Regions from separate parts of the Pan troglodytes genome. Here region 1 is linked to region 2. Evidence: chromatin contacts called from public Hi-C data. All regions are on one chromosome and are shown on one strand. The core of a region is the stretch at or near the end of the contact, and the rest is flanking DNA. Distances in the headings are between cores, read along the strand shown.

Region 1 (4,691 bases), core at 1,360-3,859, 130 kb after region 2:
AACAGTTTCATTCAGGGGTTGAAATCTCACTCACGTGAACATGTAAACTGATGATTACATTTTGCAAGAACATGTAATAGGATGATTACCTATTGCCAGGCAAGTAATATTAATACAAGAGAATGAAGCAGGCCAGGTGTAAGATACTAGGCATGATAGGGACTGACATCAACTGGAGAGGCAGTGCCCTAATAACACTAATCAATGAACTGCTTTTAATATTGTGAGTCAAACAAAGTATCTTTGCTGATAGATAAAGCCCATGGGCCACCAGTTTTCAACTCTCAGACGGTAATTACACTCACTGAACTGTAACTACTAGGAAAGTGGAATTAGACATTACTTAGAAAATTTTTCGGCCCGGCACGGTGGCTCATGCCTGTAATCCTAGCACTTTGGGAGGCCGAGGCGGGCAGATCATGAGGTCAGGAGATCAAGACCATCCTGGCTAACATGGTGAAACCCCATCTATACTAAAAATACAAAAAAAAAAAAAATTAGCCAGGCATGGTGGCGGGCGCCTGTAGTCCCAGCTACTCGGGAGGCTGAGGCAGGAGAATGGCGTGAACCCAGGAGGCAGAGCTTGCAGTGAGCTGAGATCGCGCCACTGCACTCCAGCCTGAGCGCTGGGTGACAGAGCGAGACTCCATCTCAAAAAAGAAAATTTTTTGACATCACAAGGTGAACCAAAAATGATTTTAGATAACCAGAAAATTCAAATGGCCTTCTGACTAATCAAAATTTTATCATAATGGAAGAGCTGGGATGTGACTTTAGTGGGAAAATGCATAGACAAAAGTCAAGTTATGAATGAGTTCTGAGAATATGGTAAGATAAAATATCTGAAGACACAGGGAAACACACAACTATATACAAAATATAACAGTGGAAATGAAAATGGTAGTAATATGTTTCATAATGGTGCCTACTTTATCAAAACAGCTTAAAGTACCTTACATATAATTTAACCCCTGTCACATAAGACTGACACAAGGATAAACTGAAATCCGTTCCTCTACCACTGAACCGCAGCTACCTCAAGTGGTGGAGAAAGCAGTTGTTTAAAGAGCTGTAGAGTAGAGGTCAGAAAACTGAAAACTACCTTGCTGAAGCTATCTAGGGAATTACAGTAAGCAAAATGTAATAATCTCACTTGGAATCCAACCAGAACACTGAAACTAACATCTTTTACATTTAACTGGTTCTCATTTCTGAGTACTCTGATTTTTCAAAATCATTTAATTTACATGATTAAGAAAAAACAATTCATGTTATAAACATACGACTATTTAATAATTTTTCAAGAATCTTACTTTCTGAGTAGACCCTAAATGAAAAATGATGGTACTATTTTCCACAAATATTTCCCTAATGATGTGATTTTTCTGTGTGCTTGTGTGTGTAAGTAATCACATATTTACACAGCACTTTACGACTGTAAATTTTGAAACCCTCTTATCAAATAAGACTCTCAGAACTGTGCAGGGCTAATTATGTTAACTGTCATTGATTCAGATGGGGAGAGTGAGGCACATGGTGATGGGTGACCAATCAAAAGTTACACAGTTCTGTGATAGTAAAACTGGGACTAGAATATGGAATCCCTACCCTCTGGAAAACTAGTTTGAATGAAGCTCTGTTCACTAACAAAAAGCTGGAGCTCATTTTTCTGAGCCAACTTTTCTGGGGCTGACAGGAGGTTGGGTGGCATCCAAGCAGACTGACTGAATGCAGAGTACACTAGTATGGGGAGCTGGGCCAACAGGGAGAGATGTCCCTTTCTGGTCATATTCTCTAGATACAGTCAACTGCCAGGAAACAGAGTCAGGCTGTTGAGATCCAAGGAAGTAGAGTAACCTATACAATAAACTGAAAGGGCCAAGCAGGAGAGGAGCCAGTGGATGCAGTGATGCTGGGAAACGGGACGGTCAGAGATGAGGCTCGGGCAGCTGGCGAGATAGCTCTGGAGCCTGTTACACCGACAGTGCCTATCTGAGATGAATTTCCTAGAAACTGCTCTAAGTACTTGGAAAGGCTGGGAACGTTCCTAAAGGGACTGGGCAGGGCTAGATAACTTGCTTCAAAGTGCCAGGGAGACTGTACTTCTGTCATCCAAGACAGTCTCTTTGGCAGGGCAGCTGAGCAGGGATAAATGCTGGAGCCAACCCAACAAGAATGATATACTTCCTCGTCTACATAGTATGATGGACAATTTTAAGATTCTGTTGCTAACCTTACAGCCTCAAGCCAAAAACTTCAATTCTGGAATAATGACTTCAATTTTAAAAATGGAATGGACACTGGCAACATTTAGACTGGGTAAAGTGTTGGGCTCTGGTGGGTTTTTAAAGTAAATCATAGCAAACTTTACTTACCATCCACTAAAGCTGGATTTAAAAATTTGATTCACTAACAGATTTATCTTACTGCCATAAAAATTATGTAGCTATTTGTCTTTTGAAATAGAGCTCAGATAATCAAAACCCATATGCAAACGGGCTGCGGAAATACCATTACAAACCACACAGAGAGGTTTTAAAACCAGCCTCCCTGCTTTCAGAGCTGCTACTAGGAATCCTGGCTGCCCCTCCTCCACGTATCAGGCAAGACCAGGGCTCAGTCAGTAAGACTGCTGTGTAAGTGACGCAGCCATCACTTCTGCTTAGTCTCCACAGGCCTAATGTATGTGATGCTGAATTTACTTATCTCAGTAGGCAGCACAGCCTCACCAAGAGTGGTTATGTTTTAGGCTTTGTAAGAACAAGATGTCAGGGGTTTTGCTGTTGCATCATTCTGCAACACCTTATTTCAACTCTGTGCTGAGCTGGCAAAAGCTCTAAATCAACCCGGCTCTGCAACCCAGCTCGCTTAGCTTACCCTTCAGATGTTCCAGTAGTAGGACGACTTTGCAATATTCACTGGCAACGTGACACACTAGTAACAGTTTGTCTAGTCATCACACGCTTTGAATGTCTCCCTGGTATTTCTCTGTCCTTGTCCCTCTGTGCTGCATTTTCCTTACTAAATATTTCTGATAATATTTTCAACCAAAGGACATAAGAATCTAACTCCATCTTGAGCCCACAGAAATGTGTATAATCTCTGTGCTATATGCAGACCTGGGAGAAAGACCTAATTGTCAGACTGTACCTAAGCGTCCTAGAGTCTACTCTGCTTAGATGTTGAGAATGAGAAGAGACAATTATTTCCATCCCCTTTATAAGAATACAGCTGATTTCAGGTTGGCTGCTAAGGCAAGTGTGATAGGCTTGCTTGGAGAAAGCATGGATATTTGTTGTCTGATGGGATACAGTGGAACGAACCCACTCATCAGCAGGCTATCCACTTTTGCCACTAATCATAGGGGAGAAAGCACTTTTAGGAAAAGAAAATGGAACAAATTGAGTGGAAAAGAAGTGACACAAACGTGCAATGTTTAACAAGCAGCTGCTCTTGGTGGCTGAAGGTGCTCCTGTCCTAACAGAGACTCCCCTAACAGGAAGGAATCATTCTTACACAGGGGTGCATACCTATACTTCACAGCATGTTTGTTTGTGTGACAGTTATACTGTCATAATTTTAGATGGTTAAACCTCTACTCCAGGGTTTATAAAAGATCAGAGCACTTGTCACTCTTGGTGCAGGTAGAGTGAGATAGAGTGGTTGAGCAGTTCATTTTTCTTTATAATTACACTCCATTAACCTTCCACATGAGAGCTCCCCTGTGCTTTCATACCAGCAGCACCAACTGGCTGCATTTGATAAGGCTCTACAGAGTCTGCAAGACCAGCACATGTAACAAAAGGAAGACTTTAATACTGCAGACTTAAGCAGAAGCTGAACGCAGCTCTGTTACTTATTGGCACACATATTCAGCTCAATTATACATGTGTAGACAAAAACAAACCAAAAACATAAAGCTGGAAACCAGTAAACAAATGATGGGAGCTTATTTAAATCAAAAGTGATTCAAAAACCTTCTGGTAATCTTCATAATATTCAAACCCCAAATTCATTATTATTTTCAGTGTATGGCTTTTTTAAAAAAATAATTTTTATTTATTTATTTAGACACAGGGTCTCCACTGTCACCCAGGCTGGAGTGCAGTGGTGTGATCATAGCTCATTATAACCTCAAACTCCCCGGCTCAAGTGATCCTCCCACCTCAGCCTCCCAAGTAGCTAGAGCTACAGGCATACACCACCAAATCCAGCCAATTTTTAAGTTTTCTGTAGAGATGAGGTCTCACTGAATTGCCCAGGCTGGTCAGAAACCCCCAGCTTCAAGTCACCCTCCTGGCTCGGCCTTCCAAAGTGAGCCACCATGCCTAGCCATTATTGTTTTTCTAACCTTTGATAATGTGGCATCCTATTAAAAACATAGGATCTAGTACTCAAGGTACTAAAGCTTACAGGTTGACACATTATAGAGTGATCTATATTACAATTAGATCACATTGGTGTCTACAAGCTACATGTGGTATTTACTTGCTAAAGCATTTCTCTTTATGTATTGCTCAGTAACTCACTTAAAAAATACGCTGGTTAAGAACTAGCACTAAGTCTGTCCCTATCATCCTTGACAGTGGCCACAGAAATGATTTCCCTTTTTGAGAGACAGAGAGAGAGAGAGAAACGTATTCCATTAATAATGCATTCTCCTGGAGTTTTTAATGCAGTGCCAGGAATGC
Region 2 (4,599 bases), core at 1,476-3,975:
ATTGAGCGCTGCCTATGAGTCAAGCGCTGTTCCCAGTGCTTGTTTACATCAACTGAGTTCTTCCTCACAGCAGGCCTAAGAGGTGGCTACTGCTATCCCGATTTACAGGAGAGGAAACAGTCATTGGTTGTGAAGTTAATAAGTGACGATCTTGGATTCTGACTCTAGAGCTGTATCCTTACCCACCATACCATATAAATACGTTTGCCTCCCTTCTCCCCTCGACATTGCCCTTTTTCTCCCCCAGCAACTCAGAGGCCAACCCACTTATATCCCAGAGATATAGCTAGGTCATCCATTCAGTCATGTAATGTATTTTTATTGAGCTTCTGCTAGGTACTAGGCCCCATACTAGGTATAAGGGTAATGATGATGAGTGAGACAACATGGTTTCTGCTCTGAGAGTTCACACTAATAGGGGAAACAGGCAAGTGTATCATTGTCATATAATACATGCTGCAGTGGAGAAAAGACAAGGTGCAGAAGAATTATATTGAAGGAGGAAGTCAAGAAGGCTTCTTGGAGAAAATGTCATTTAATAATATTGTTATCATTCACAGGTTACAATGAGTATTCAGTGATGTAACCTATATGAACTATAAGCATGGTACCTGGCATATAGCAAGGGCTCAATCAATGTTTAATGCTGATATCCTCGAATGAATGATAACTGGCCCTGCTAAGGACCCAGTCCCCGGGCAGGGCTGAGTCAGGACCAGACCAGCCTGTGCATGGCTAGGACATTTGCCCCTGTGGTTCAGAGCTTTCAGAGACTATGACCAGAGACTTTGGAGAATGTGTTTTTCTTCTTGCAAGTTGCATGCTCTAGGGCTTTCTGTGGGTTGACTGTACAACCATTCACTGGGCCAGCTTGCTATGAGATCTAGAAATTCCTACCAGAAATGACTAAAGGCTTAGGAAAGAACTTCCTCCTTTTCAACATGTAGCCCCTCCGGTCAGTTTCCTCTGACCTCCAGACTAAGGATCGCTTCCCCTTTCCTGACTCTCTCAGGGCTGGAACCTATTAGCTCTGTTTGCTATTGGCCTCAGGAGTGTTGCTGTGGAAACAATTAAGACACTTCACATAGCACAACTCTGCCAAGAAAACTAGGCCACAAGTCTGCAGGGCTGTGAGAAGCTCTGGGAAAAGCTTGCTGAGCAGGCAGAAGGCTGTGGTCCTGTCCCACCTGTGAGTCAGTGCCACTCTCTGGGACTGGGGGTTTCCCAGGAGCGTTGTATTTATGGCCTCCTGCCGCATTCTCCTACCTCAAGGACACAGCAAGTGCACAAGGCTGCCTGCCTCTCTCCCAACTCCACTGTTGCCGTGCTGTTGGCTTCGCCACACTGCCTGCCCTCCTCAAACTTTCTGAACCTCAGCTTGTTTGCTTTCCAGATCAAATCCCTGTTCCTAGTTTTTTCTGCTGCCCATCAGACAGGTCTCTAGACTAGCTCTGTTCTCTCCCAGGAAGGAACTGAGAGTCCAGCTTCCCCCTCCTCCCCAAACACAGTGTTGAGCATAACAGATCCTCTCCCCACAGGAATGGGGAGTGACCCGCTTGACCTTTGAATATGACTCTGAACCCTTTGGGAAAGAACGGGATGCAGCCATCATGAAGATGGCCAAGGAGGCTGGTGTGGAAGTAGTGACGGAGAATTCTCATACCCTCTATGACCTGGACAGGTAAGAGATGGGGCCCAGGGATCAGGTTACCAATTGTGAGAGTTAGTAATTTGGGCCCCTGCTGAGCGGAACTCAGAGAGGTTCAGCATTAGGGCCACCTGACCCAGGAGGCATGGCATCTTCTAGAAGCTGGAGGAGAATAGGCCAGAGTCAGGACCTGTAGAACAGGTCACAAAGAGCTTTACCCCATTGAGGTGGCAGAGAGGCTTGTTAGGCCCAAGGCATGGAAGCAGTGAGGACCCACACTCAGGGTATTTACAAATCTGCTCCTAGTATGCCCGAGTCCCACCTGTGCCTCATACTCCCACTTCCATCCTGCTCAACAGCTGCCCTCTGACCTCAGTGGACCCTGTCTGTTACCCCTCCAACAGACCTCTGTTCACACAGGTCCAGTTTTTGTACCTAAGATGAGTTCCTAGGCTGGGCATGCTGGCTCATGCCTGTAATCCCAGCACTTTGAGAGGCCAAAGTGAGAGGATCGCATGAGTCCATGAGTTCAAGATCAGCCTGGGCAACATAGTGAGACCCCCGTCTCTACTAAAAATAAATATATTAGCCATGCATGGTGGGACATGCATGTAGTCCCAGTTACTGAAGAGGCTGAGGTTGGAGGATCACTTGAGCCCAGGGGCTTGAGGCTGCCATGAGCTGTGATCATGCCACGTCACTCCAGCCTGGGTGACAGAGCAAGATCCTGTGTCAAAAAAAAAAAAAAAGAGTTCCCAGGTTCTATGACTATCTGGGTTTCCAGGCCATGTTGCTTGGTGGCGGGGAGGGCTCTAAGAGATCCCTGCAGGGAGCTGCTAACTACAGAGGAGCCTCCTCCCCTGGTGACAGCCTCTGTGCTTTCAGAGATTCTAGGAGGAAATCCTCTCCTCCCCTTCCCTGCCATGCCAGAGCTGTCACCCTCCTGCTGCTGCTGCTGCTGCTGCTGTTGCTGCTGCTGCCAAGCCAGCAGCCGCCGCCGCTCCCCACCCCCACTTCCCAACCCAGTGCTGGCTGCCAAGAAGCCAGGTCACATAGCTGTGCACGTGAGCCGGGCCCTCAGGAGGAGAGGCTGGGTGTGGAGATCCTCCTCCTGCTGCGTGCCAGAGGAGGGGGAGGCATAGCAGAGGCAGCAGCCGACCATATATCTCCACTAACGTGGGGAGAGCAAACTGAGAAATGAACTCACCCAGCCAGATGGGCCTTGCGTAAGCTACTTCTTGGCCAAGAAGAGCCCCGGGAATGTGGCTCCATACCATCCCAATTCATCCTTATATAAACAGCCTCCGTTCTCTTCTTCGCCCTCTGATACTCCTTCCTTCTTGCATGAGTGCAGTTATGTTTTCCCTGGTCATGAAAAATACTTTGTAAACTACAAGACTCTCTTTAAGTATCAGTTGTGGCTATGAACTCTAGCTCCAGTCTCTGAATTTGGGAGGATAAGCTGTCTTCCACCTCTCTGTTCAATGTTCTAATAAATGGAGGCTAAGAAGGGGATGATTTTCCAAGAAAGGAACATGTCTGCTATTCCTTATGATGTTAGAGTTAAAAAAAAAAAAAAAAAAAAAAAAAAAAAACATGTCTTCGGCTCTTTTCAAAGAACTTTCTCCAGGGCTTACATGGGTGGTAGAGGCCTATGGGGATTCCCTTAGCTTGGACAGATAGGCCAAGTGCCAAGCAGGCTAGTAGGGATTTTTCTGTGATTAGAGATTTTGTCAGTCTCTGTCTTTAGGCGGCTCTGCGTCAACACCAGGGAGCCCGGAATTGAGTCCCAGCTCTGGCCCTGCCTTGCTCCATTACTGAGGCACCTGCTTCAGCTCTCTGGGCTTTATTTTCCCTCTCGGTAAAATGGAGATGCGGCCTCCCTTGCCCCCTCCTTTCCACTCAGGCATGGGACCTGTGAGTGGATGAGGAAAGCCACCCTCAAAGCCTTCAGAGTCTGGGTTCTTTTTTGGGTGGGCAGGGACCCACATCACAGGGCCATGTGGGTAACACTAGCTGTGCTTTGGGCTCCCCAGGATCATTGAGCTGAATGGGCAGAAGCCACCCCTTACATACAAGCGCTTTCAGGCCATCATCAGCCGCATGGAGCTGCCCAAGAAGCCAGTGGGCTCGGTGACCAGCCAGCAGATGGAGAGCTGCAGGGCCGAGATCCAGGAGAACCATGACGAGACCTACGGTGTGCCCTCCCTGGAGGAGCTGGGTGCGTACTTCCTGCCCAGAGCCGCTTGTGCTGGTGCCTGCTTTTGTGTAAAGAAATTCTTTGTGAAAGTAATGCATGTCATTATAGAAAGGTTAGAAAGCACAGGAAAACAAAAATGGAAATGGCAGTCACTATTACTCCACCACCCAGAGGTAACCACAATTAATTTTAAACTATGTCCTTCTAGTATTTGTTCTGTTCATACTCATACATGTAATCTTCTGTTTCTGGTTCTAGATCATGCCTCTATTTTTGTACTAACCTCTCGCAGACAATACAGGCACTGCCTGGTGCTGGTGTCCATGGGCTTCTCAGTAACAAGATAGCTAGTATTGCTTCTGTTGAAAGCAGGGAATCTGTCAGCCTCTCAGATTACTAACTACACTCTTTCACCCCTCCCTCTTTCTTACCTTTTTTTTTTCTTTTTGAGACGGAGTCTGGCTCTGTTGCCCAGTCTGGAGTGCAGTGGCACAGTCTTGGCTCACTGCAACCTCCACCTCCCGGGTTCAAGCATTTCTGCTGCCCCAGCCTCCTGAGTAGCTGGGACTACAGGCGCCTGCCATCACGCCCAGCCAATATTTGTATTTTTAGTAGAGACGGGGTTTCACCATGTTGGCCAGGCTGGTCTTGAACTGGTGACCTCAAGTGATCCACCCACATCGGCCTCCCAAAGTGCTGGGATTACAGACGTGAGCCACACCTCCAGTCTTTTGATCTGAACAAAGCTATT

What was found. A called contact is a pair of places that touch in the nucleus more often than the background predicts.
Region 1: a Hi-C map of stem cell-derived neural progenitor cells shows a contact between it and region 2, with 1.7 times the contacts expected there. The contact joins two enhancer-like sites. A contact is called at or near these places in 2 of 7 Hi-C or Micro-C datasets (blood and stem cell-derived neural progenitor cells).

What each region holds. Positions count from the first base shown.
Region 1 is chr9:49,998,537-50,003,227 of NHGRI_mPanTro3-v2.0_pri, forward strand. The region is part of intron 5 of PHF21A (PHD finger protein 21A); the gene reads right to left. Among named protein-coding and RNA genes, the nearest start is that of LARGE2, 69 kb to the left of the region's middle. Within about 2 kb of position 2,610, at least 13 of the 24 cell types and tissues checked have an H3K27ac peak or open chromatin away from gene starts, as enhancers often do. A contact at or near this core is called in stem cell-derived neural progenitor cells, where this site is marked.
Region 2 is chr9:49,866,621-49,871,219 of NHGRI_mPanTro3-v2.0_pri, forward strand. CRY2 (cryptochrome circadian regulator 2) reads left to right here. Exons shown (of 12, transcript XM_016920726.3): 3 at 1,539-1,681; 4 at 3,685-3,869. Among named protein-coding and RNA genes, the nearest start is that of CRY2, 12 kb to the left of the region's middle. Within about 2 kb of position 2,726, at least 19 of the 24 cell types and tissues checked have an H3K27ac peak or open chromatin away from gene starts, as enhancers often do. A contact at or near this core is called in stem cell-derived neural progenitor cells, where this site is marked.